Linked DNA regions of Sus scrofa: region 1 is linked to region 2. Evidence: chromatin contacts called from public Hi-C data. All regions are on one chromosome and are shown on one strand. The core of a region is the stretch at or near the end of the contact, and the rest is flanking DNA. Distances in the headings are between cores, read along the strand shown.

What was found. Hi-C and Micro-C count contacts between places; a contact is called where the count stands out from the background.
Region 1: a Hi-C map of liver shows a contact between it and region 2, with 6 times the contacts expected there. The contact joins the promoter of ZNF514 here to the promoter of TTL in region 2. A contact is called at or near these places in 1 of 5 promoter capture datasets (liver) and 1 of 47 Hi-C or Micro-C datasets (liver).

The regions. Positions count from the first base shown.
Region 1 is chr3:46,108,472-46,113,132 of Sscrofa11.1, forward strand. ZNF514 (zinc finger protein 514) reads left to right here and starts at 1,447. Exons shown (of 4, transcript XM_021087083.1): 1 at 1,447-3,219.
Region 2 is chr3:44,021,032-44,025,876 of Sscrofa11.1, forward strand. TTL (tubulin tyrosine ligase) reads right to left here and starts at 1,580. Exons shown (of 7, transcript NM_001004041.1): 1 at 1,223-1,580. The coding sequence starts at 1,379.

The sequences.
Region 1 (4,661 bases), core at 197-2,696, 2.1 Mb after region 2:
ACCTGAAAAGCATTACTTCTTCTGATGCCTAGGTTTGATTCCACCTCAGATTAGCAATTTACTGCTGTGCTTTTGTTTCTTTTTCTCAAAATGGACACCATTGGGTCATCTTTAGTCCACCCTAAATGACTGTATATGCCTGAACCCTAATTGTGAACAGTTTCCTGTTTTTACTGTGGGGATCCTTACCCAGGTAAGTCAAAGGGTGGAGATGGTGGTGCTCTAACATCCTAGATTAGTTAAGGAAAATCTGTCTGCCAGAGTACACAGAGGACCTGAAATAATCTCTGTACTTCAGTCCTGCCTTACAAAAGCACCAGCCATCTGTCACGTTTTTGTTTCTTCTAATTACTTCCTAAAATTCCTTGAGTTCCTTAAAGTAAGCCATCTCTTTCAGGCTAATCTGGATTAGAGATATGCTCTTGTTATTTGCTTTTCCTCTGGATAAACTGCAATTAATACTGTTCGTTAAAATCTGCTATCTCCCATTATCTTTTCTCTCCATTTTCTGTGATAATAGAATCTTAGCCAGACACAAGAATAAAGACTACATTTCCTGGTAGCTAGGTCTGGTTCTGTGTTCTGTGTGGGACTTCAGAGCCTCTTTAAGGAGACAGAACTCAAAAGCCTCTGGCCAAGACAGAAACTACCATACACTTATCGCCCCACCCATCTCATTGTAAAGCCCCTTCCCCCACCTTGAACAACCTGGCCTACTCCTTCCTGACTCCTACTAGTAAAGGTATGTGGCCCACTCCTCACCCCGCCCTTATAAGGGCAATATATGCCTCCACCCAACCAGCAAGTCTATTGAAAGACCCCATCTTTCTCCAGCCAGTCAGCAGGTCAACAGGTGCATGGTAAGACCTCTCCTCTCCTTTTTCTCTGGGCTATAAAAACAGACAGGATCACGAGCTCTGGGTTGGCTCTCCCTGTTTATCAGGAAGTCATCCTGCTGCACTAACAGCATCTCTTATCTCAATAAACTTGTCTTTCTCTTCACCTTGCTAGGCTAGAAAATTCTTTTTCTGACTTGTGTGCACGAACCAAGACATTCTGGTAAATAGGATGTAATTGGATCTGTTGTATAGCACCTTGTGACAACTTTCCTTAAAGGAGAGAATAAAAAGGCATGAACTACTGATACACATGACAACATGGTTGGATCTCAAAAACTTTATGCTGAGTGAAAGAAGCCACTCTCAGGTTATACTGTATAACCCTGTTTATATGACATTCTGGAAAAGGCAAACCTAGGGACAGAATACAGCAGTCATCACAAATGGTTTGGGTGGGAGAAGGGTTTGAGTACAAAGCAGCAGCAAAAGGGAATGTTGGGGGTAATGGGAAAAACCATCTGGCTGCTGGGGACTGGGGCTCCCACAGCAATTGGCACCAAATGGCAGAGTGCTCTGAGTTAGGGAGAAGATAAGCCTGTTAAGCTATTGATGAGCTCTGCTGGGTAACAAATGTGCATTGTTAACAAGGGCCTCTAGCTCAAGGTCTGTCCCAAAGGACTGAATTTAAGAGTGGGAAATTTCAGGCACTGTAGCAGGCCAGTGCCTACAGGAAAAGGTACCAGGGGCATGCAGTGCCTCTCGAGTTCATCTGAAGCCGTTCCATTTCTACCATGTTAGCCACCAATGAGCCACTCTTTTCTCATGCATCTGTACCTTCACCTTTTTGGTTCTAGAGCAAAGAAGAGAACAGAAACTCCTTTGCCAGTTATGGTTCCCAGGCAGCCCCCCTTCTCTGCCTCCCTTGCTTTGGAGAAAAAGGGCTTACTGCCTCACTTGCTGTACCATCCTGGCCATCTGTGCCACCAGAAGTGCTGATAGAAAAGTGAAACCCACTGAAAGAGCAAGGAAGAAGAACGGCCTTTTTGTTCTGATTTAATAGGTTATTTGTCCTTGAATCCCTAAAGAGGGCCTACAAACCAACCTCTCAGTCCTCACAAGTGCCCTCTCTGGTTGGGTACTGCGTCCAGAGAATCGTTTTAATATCCAGACTGTTTCTCCATTTCTTTTAGATCCTAAATATTACTCATTTCCAGAGCAAGAGGGAGTCCAAAGCCCTCCCATCTTTGAGTGCACCCTTCCCGTGAACTCAAAACCAGGGGCAGTGAGAAAGACGAAGAGGCAAAGGGCTAGCTGTAGAAGAGCAGCTAGTAGCTCGCAATGAGCCATCAGGATCTCCTAGGCACTTGTTAAGAAATACACACGTCCGGAGAGGCTCATAGAAATCCTTATTTAGCAAACTCGGGTAGGCGCCAGGCTTCTCTTTTTTAACAAGTGCCCAGTGGCTTCTTTTGTTGAAGAGCCCCAAACCGAGCTGTAGGCCCGGCTACAAGAGCCACTCGCAATACAGGAGCTGCTTCCGCTTCCCAGCCGGTGAAGGGGTTAGGGTGAAGCAGAGTTAAACTCCCAACCAGATCGCTGGTGCGCTAGTTCCCTCCCCTTATCGAAACCCAACACTCCACATTCCTAAACCTCTGTGGCTCTGGCCGGCTCCTCCCCTCCCGTGGACCCACCCCCGACGCACGTTCCAGCGATCTTCGGTTGGCGGCGGGTCTGCGCAGGCTCCTGAAGGGTCGGGGGAGAGGGGGCTCGGGCGGGGGCGTGGCTCCGATCTTTGTGGGTCTCGCGACTCCCGGCTCGCAGCCTGACTTGGGTGCCACGCCCCGAACCCGAAGCAGTTGGGAGTGTCCCTCGGTCTGCCCGCCTGCGAAGGGCTGTGGAGGCCTGGAGGTGGGTGCAGACTTGCAAGGGCCGAGCTGCAACTGTGAGGTTCTCCCCGGAATCCCTGCCGTCTCGGAGCTGCGGGGAAGCGCGGGGCACCGGTATCGCAGGTGTCGCTGTGGCCGTATTTCCTGGTGGTCTTCATGGGCACTGGGTTCCAGAGCCTGGTCCTGAGGAGGAGGAGGAGGAGGACGGCGGAGCGTAATTGGAAGCTGGGCTTGTGAGAGGTCTGGGAGGGAGAGAAGAGTATCGCCTCAGCGGCCGCACTGCACGCGGATATGTCGGGGTTTGATAGTTCTCTTCTGGGCCCTGCGAGTCGGCTAGAGGTCGCTGCGCCGGTGATGGAATGCCCAGTGTCACCCAGCTTGCTCCCTGCTCCCTGAACCTCGGGAGGACCGCCGGGACGCGCCGAAGGACAGAAATTTGGACCTAGTAAAAGGACATCACCCCTTAGCCCCAGCTATGGACTCCACAGCATCAGGTTTGGCTCTGGAGAGTTACGGGGTAGAACCCTCTTGGGGAGTTAGTACTGGGCCTAGGAGGAGATGGACCCTAAGAAATGGCCGCGGAATCCCACTGGAGGGGCAGAGACTGCGGCTGCTTTCCCTGTGATGGTGCTTAACCTCCCAGGCTCGGGAGCATAAAGTCCCAACATCCAGAGAACACGGTGGAGGGGATGGCCATGGGAGACTCGTCCCAAAGGGCAGAGGAGAGGGGGAAGAGCAGGAGAGGATCTCTTCCTGCTGTGGCAGGGAGAGGGTAAACAAACTTGTGAGGGACTGGCCCTTGGCCAGGGATCAGAGGACAGTGGGGCCATTTGGAGCCTTGCCAGTCACTTCCTTTATCACTTCATTAAGTAATAATATTTTTCTAGCTCACCTCCATAGGAGGTCAGCAGTGTACATGATCAGCACCTCATATAACCACATGCTCAGGGGCATAAAAATGGCCAGGAGAGAACTAGGCCAAATCTCTGGGCCTCTCACCCCCTTTTTTCCCCTCTATGCTTTGTGGTCTGTAAGCCAGCAGCACAGGCCTTTCCTGGAAGCTCTTTAGAAATGCAGACTCTCAGGCTCTACCCCTCATCTGCTGAACCAGCGTGTGTAGCCAGATCCTCAGGAGTCCATATGCACATTCAAGTTTGGGAAGCCCTGACCTGTGCTATATAATCTGCTGCTTGCCTACCTCCATGCTTTTGCTTTTGTTATTGGTGGCCTTAACCAGCATGGGGTTGGGGTTAGTTTTTTGTTTGAAGGCTTTAAGGACAGAGTTATACAAAGCCCTATAATAGAGGGACTCTCAAAATATGTTGCAGTACCCTAACAGTGCTTGGGTCCACAGAGCTGGAAGAATTGGCCTCTAAGCTGGCTCCCAAGGGTAAGGGAAGAGGTGTAACTTCTTCCCCAAAGCCCTCTATCCCTCTGTGGTCTTATTTTGTATTATTAACCTGTCTTATGCCCTCAGGTTACATTTTAAGTTCCTTGAAGTTCTTCTCCATGTTAATATTTTCAAAAGGGCTAGTAGAGGACCTGCATATTGGGGGCCCAGTAAATAACTCTCCATGGAGTGGCCAGATTGTGGTCACACTTCAGCTACCTACAGCCTGCTGTGACCTATGGACAGGTGGGGACTTCATGCAGCTATGTGCGAGAGCACTACTGCCTGTGTTGGGCAGGCTAAAGGCTGCTCCTCAGCTCCCTTTGGGCCAACCTTGTCCCCAGAACCATGACGGTGACACAGTGAGTTGGGGTGTCTGGGAGCTGTAAGTCCCACAAGGGTTAGCCTTCCTTATGGCTCCTTTTACCTTCCTAGTTCTCCCTTCTCAGGACTCCACTCTTTCTCCAGAGAGATACCCAGGAGAAAAGGGAACAGCCATTTTATTCCTGAAAGCCAGGTCCCAGGTGAGTTGGGGTTCTCTTAATT
Region 2 (4,845 bases), core at 330-2,829:
CACTTGTACAACAATAGAAAGTTGTCGGTGGTCCTTTCCCAAAGAAAAAGTTTCAGCAAGCCTAAGTAGAAATACCCTTCATCCCTCAAATCATTACAGTCCCCCCCCCATAAGCCCATCAAGGGCTAGTCAATTCCAAATGGTCTATTTTCAGTCTTTCCCTATTCAACCTCTCCACCCTCTGACCACACCTATTTTCTAAAAACCGTACCCTCTCCGGACATAGAACACGGCTCTCTGAGAAGCCCTCCAAGGCAGGGATGACTTTTCCTCTTGACGGATTTGTCTCTGGCAATATGATCAGGTCCCCACCCCAGGGGAATTTCTGGCAGGGAACATGGCTACCCCTAGTGAGGCTGCAATTCCCCCATGACTGTGCAGTCAGAGGCCGTGAGACTACGTTCAGGTCAATGGGATGTGAGTCTGAAGTGCTGTGCACAACTTCTGGTTTACATCATCTAAAAAGGAGCCGCCGGTCCTCTGCTTCCCCAGCACCTTCCTCCAGAGGAAGATGTAGACGCGGTGGTGCCAGCTTCAACCACGTGAATGAAGGTAACTCCCGCAGAGAGAGTAGGGCTGAGAATCCAGCGTCACCTACCATCTGCATTCAACCCACGATCGTGAGAATGTGTTCTTTGGTGAAGCTAAGAGAAGACACCCTTCCGCCCTTCCCTGGGCTGGGCTCACTGCTGAAGCTCAGGCTTTCAGAATCCAGGTCTCTTCCAAATCCTTTGACAGTTTAACTGAGCCTCTGGGTAGCTGAATCCTCAGGGTTTTCAACACACACAAGCTCCCCTCCCGCGCCAACATAGGCAGGGCAGGATCCTTAGTGAAGAAAATGTGCAAGAGGACTCCGGCGAGATTTCAGCAGCGGGCTCCGCGTAGCCGCGCCCCGCCCGGCGATCTGTCCAGCGGACCTGCCGGATTTGGGGACGTCGGGCCTGGGGAATCCGGGAGACGCGAGGCCTGGGCTCCCCGCCCCCGGCTGCAGGGACGGGTCATGGTAAAGAGGCAGCCGCGGCTCCAGGAGCCCGCACCTACATTCCCGCCCCGAATCCGATTTAGGAGATGAGAAGGCACGAAAAACGATGGGCTTAGTCCTTTAAGGGATGCATTTTTTATCTATCTGCCCGAGAAACGACGGAGGGAAGGTTTCTGACCTTAAAACAAAAGCGCCCGTTCTACCGGGAGGAGCGGGAGGGCGCGAAACGGGGAAGCTCACCCAGTCTCCCGAAGGGCAGCCGGTTCCTTTCTCCCAGCATCAGGTTGAACCTGGGATTGTCCCGCCGTAGCCTCTTCCAGTGGCCGGTGGCGAGCAGCAGCCGGGAGACCTCGGCGTAAACGCTGCTGTTCTCGTCGCGCACCACGAAGGTGTACATGGTGAAGGGCCGCGCGCCGGGGCCACCCCTGCAGCCGCTGCAGGAAACAGCCGGCCAAGCGGCTGCTCAGCGTGGGACCAGCCGGGGCGACTGCCGCGCTCCCGACCCGTCGGCCCCGCCGGCCCCGCCCCACACGCTCCAGCCGCGCCCCCGCCAGCGGCCTGGGCGCCCGCCCCTCACGCTTCTAGGGTAGCCGGCCGCGGGCGCCCGGGCGCCCGCGCGTCTGCCAGAGCAGCGAGCGCAGCCCCGACGCCGCGCCCACTGTCGGCGCGGCTCCGCCTCCGCCCCGTGATTCCGCGCGGCCGGCTCCAGGGCGGGCGGATGGGAGGGGGCCTGTGCGCGGGGGGCGCGCCAGGCTCCCTCTCTGAGCGGGCTGCCAGCTGCAGATGGTGCGGGGGCTGGAGGAGGGGGCGCGGCTTTAGCCTCAGCTTCCCGAACAGGCCCCTGAGTGGGACCGGAAGCTGGGGCGGTCCTCCCGAGCCCGGGGTCACGGCCAAGGGGGCGGTGCCAGAGGAAGATCCCTTTTTAGGGCTTGTTCTGGTAGTTTTCAACCTACTCTTTCAAAGGGACGTTTTCTGGATGAAAACAGAAAGTTGTAAGTCCCCATTCTTTGTCCAAAATGGGCTTCTTTTACTTTCCTGCTTAAGGACCGCAGAGAACCCGAGGCGTAGAAGCGGCTGTTGGTTTCGTTTGGGTCGAATGCTTCCGTAGCCTGCTGAGACCTCCTGGATGGTGCATAGCCAGGGGGTGACTTCAGATTCGCCGATCACACACAGACCCTAGGATCCCTGGACTCCGCCCTGCCGTTTACCGGCGCTGGGCCACTCGCTTTTCGTCCTCCGGACCGATTTCCCCTTCTGAGTTGGCGGAAGGTGGTTCTTTTTTGTTGTTGTTGTTTGCCATTTCTAGGGCCGCTTCTGTGGCATATGGAGGTTCCCAGGCTAGGGGTCTAATCGGAGCTGTAGCCACTGGCCTACACCAGAGTCACAGCAACGCAGGATCCGAGCCGCGTCTGCGACCTACACCACAGCTCACGGCAACTCCGGATCCTTAACCCACTGAGCAAGGCCAGGGATCGAACCCTCAACCTCATGGTTCCTAGTCGGATTCGTTAACCACTGCGCCATGACGGGAACTCCGGAAGGAGGTTCTTTAAAGTCCCTTGGTTCTGATCCTACCTGACTTCCTTTTAGGAAACATTTTTGGTGCATTTTGAGGAATAGAGAGAGGACTCTACCAGATTTCCCGCAAACTTCCTACACTTCCTCAAAAATTAGCTACATCACCCATGTGCTTCCGATGTCTTACTCTTTAGAGAAAGAATATCCTGCGACCTTTCCTGTCCTGCTCTCCCTGTGCTCATGGTATCTACTTATATTGTAAAATTGCCCTCCTTTCTTCCATTTTGCCCATAGGCTCCACTGGCCATGGGAAGCTCGCTTAGAGGAGAAATGGGGCAAGACCCAGGAGTGCTGTAATGATGACGTTCCTTCACACCCGTCCCAGCAATCCGACATCCCTGAGGAATGCGGGTATCTAGTGCCCGGCTTCCTAACCTCCAGAGAATGAATCTGCCGGGAGGCATATATCCTACGCTCTATTTCAAGGTCGCTGCAGAAGAGTTCTGATTGTCCGCAGCTGCAACTTACTCCTTTCTGCATCTTCTCTTGTTAGGTTCCCTCCTTTTCCGGTTTTCTATCCCACCTGTCTTGGGGTCACTTTCGCAGTAAACCTCAAATCGTTATACCAGGACTACCTTTTTAGAGAACTCAGGCCAAAACGTTGTGGCTGCTTCTCTTCACAGCCAGTCATCTTGAAAGTGATACCTACTTTCAGCATGCCTGGGTCCTTTCACCCTCCTGCACCACCCACTCTCCCCTACAGGCCCGCTACTCTCTCTGCTGTGAATTTCATTAGGAACTCCTGTAACCTCTGTATTTGCAAATACAGTAGATACTTTTCTCCTTTTTTATCCCCACCCATATTTTGTAGTGAACATCATTTTTGGTATTGTTTTGTCCAGCAGCACCCCTTATCCCCTTTTCTTAATAATAAAACTCATCTTTCCCCTGGAAACCTGTTTTGTGTGATTCTGGTGGCATTGACACTGTCCATTGTTGTTTTGTTTTGCTTTTTAGGGCCACACCGAGCAGCATATGGAGGTTCTAAAGCTAGGAGTTGAATCAGAGCTGTACCTACTGGCCTATGCCACAGCCACAGCAACACCAGATCCAAGCCTCATCTGTGACCTTAACCCACTGAGCGGCGTCAGGGATCAAACCCGAATCCTCATGGATACTAGTCGGGTTCGTTACTGCTGAGCCACAACAGGAACTCTACACTATCCATATGGGCACAGGAAAATGAGTACTCAGGCTTGGTCCATTTCCACCCTTTTGCCATTGTGATGGTAAAACACAGGCTAGTGATCCAAATTTGCTGAACTGATTCTCTCTGGGATTTTTCTACCTGAGCTATGGAGAGAGCCTCTCTCTCCTGGAAGACTGTGGGACAGCATGCAGCTTTATTGCTATATTACAGAGGGGAAAACTTGTCTAAGAATTCAGCTTCCTATCCTACTTTGCATCAGGCCTGTATGCGGATTATGAATATGTTCTTGCCACATGATGTAAATGAAGTGATGGGTATTTCTTAAGATTTGGACATGCCTCTTCTTCTCCTAGAGACAGGATACAAAATCAATAACAATAGTGCCACAAAAAGTTGAAAGAAATTTACCAGAATTTATGCTGGGTCATTAAGCAATCCTCAACACATTTCAAAGGACTGAAATAATTCTGAGCACTTTCTCTGTCTGCAGTGGAATCAAGCTGCTTGGAAGTTAGTAAAACCCTTCCAAATAGCCCATGAGTCAATGAAGAAATCACAATAGCATGAAAAAACTTTTTAACTGAATGGTAACAAAGTTATGGTGTGTCAAAACTGGTAGAACACAGTTAAAGCTGTGCTTAAGTGGAAATTTACAGTCTATAGTATATATGTTATAAAAAGAAGAAAAACTGAAAATCAGTGATCTAAGCTTTCATCTCATGAAACTAGAAAAGAATATCAAATCAAACTCAGAGTAAGTGGAAGGAAAGAAAGGACAAGGGAAGAAGCCCAGAGAATAGAAAATAAATATACAATAAAGAAATCAGCTAAGCCAAAAGGCTGCTTCTTTATTATTGAAGTGTAGTTGATTCACAATATTGTATTAGTTTCAGATGTCCACACATATATTTTTTCAGATTCTTTTCTATTATAGGTTATTACATGGTCTTGAATATAGTTCCCTGTGCTGTAAAGTAAATCCTTATTGTTTATCTGAGGTTTTTAATTTTTTAAAAGACAATTTAAATTGTTATGCATTAAAGAAAGACAAAGAAAAATGAAAGGAAGCACAAATAACCAATATTAAAACAAAAAAAGTAGACATCACTAGAAATCCTGAAGACATGAGAAAGAA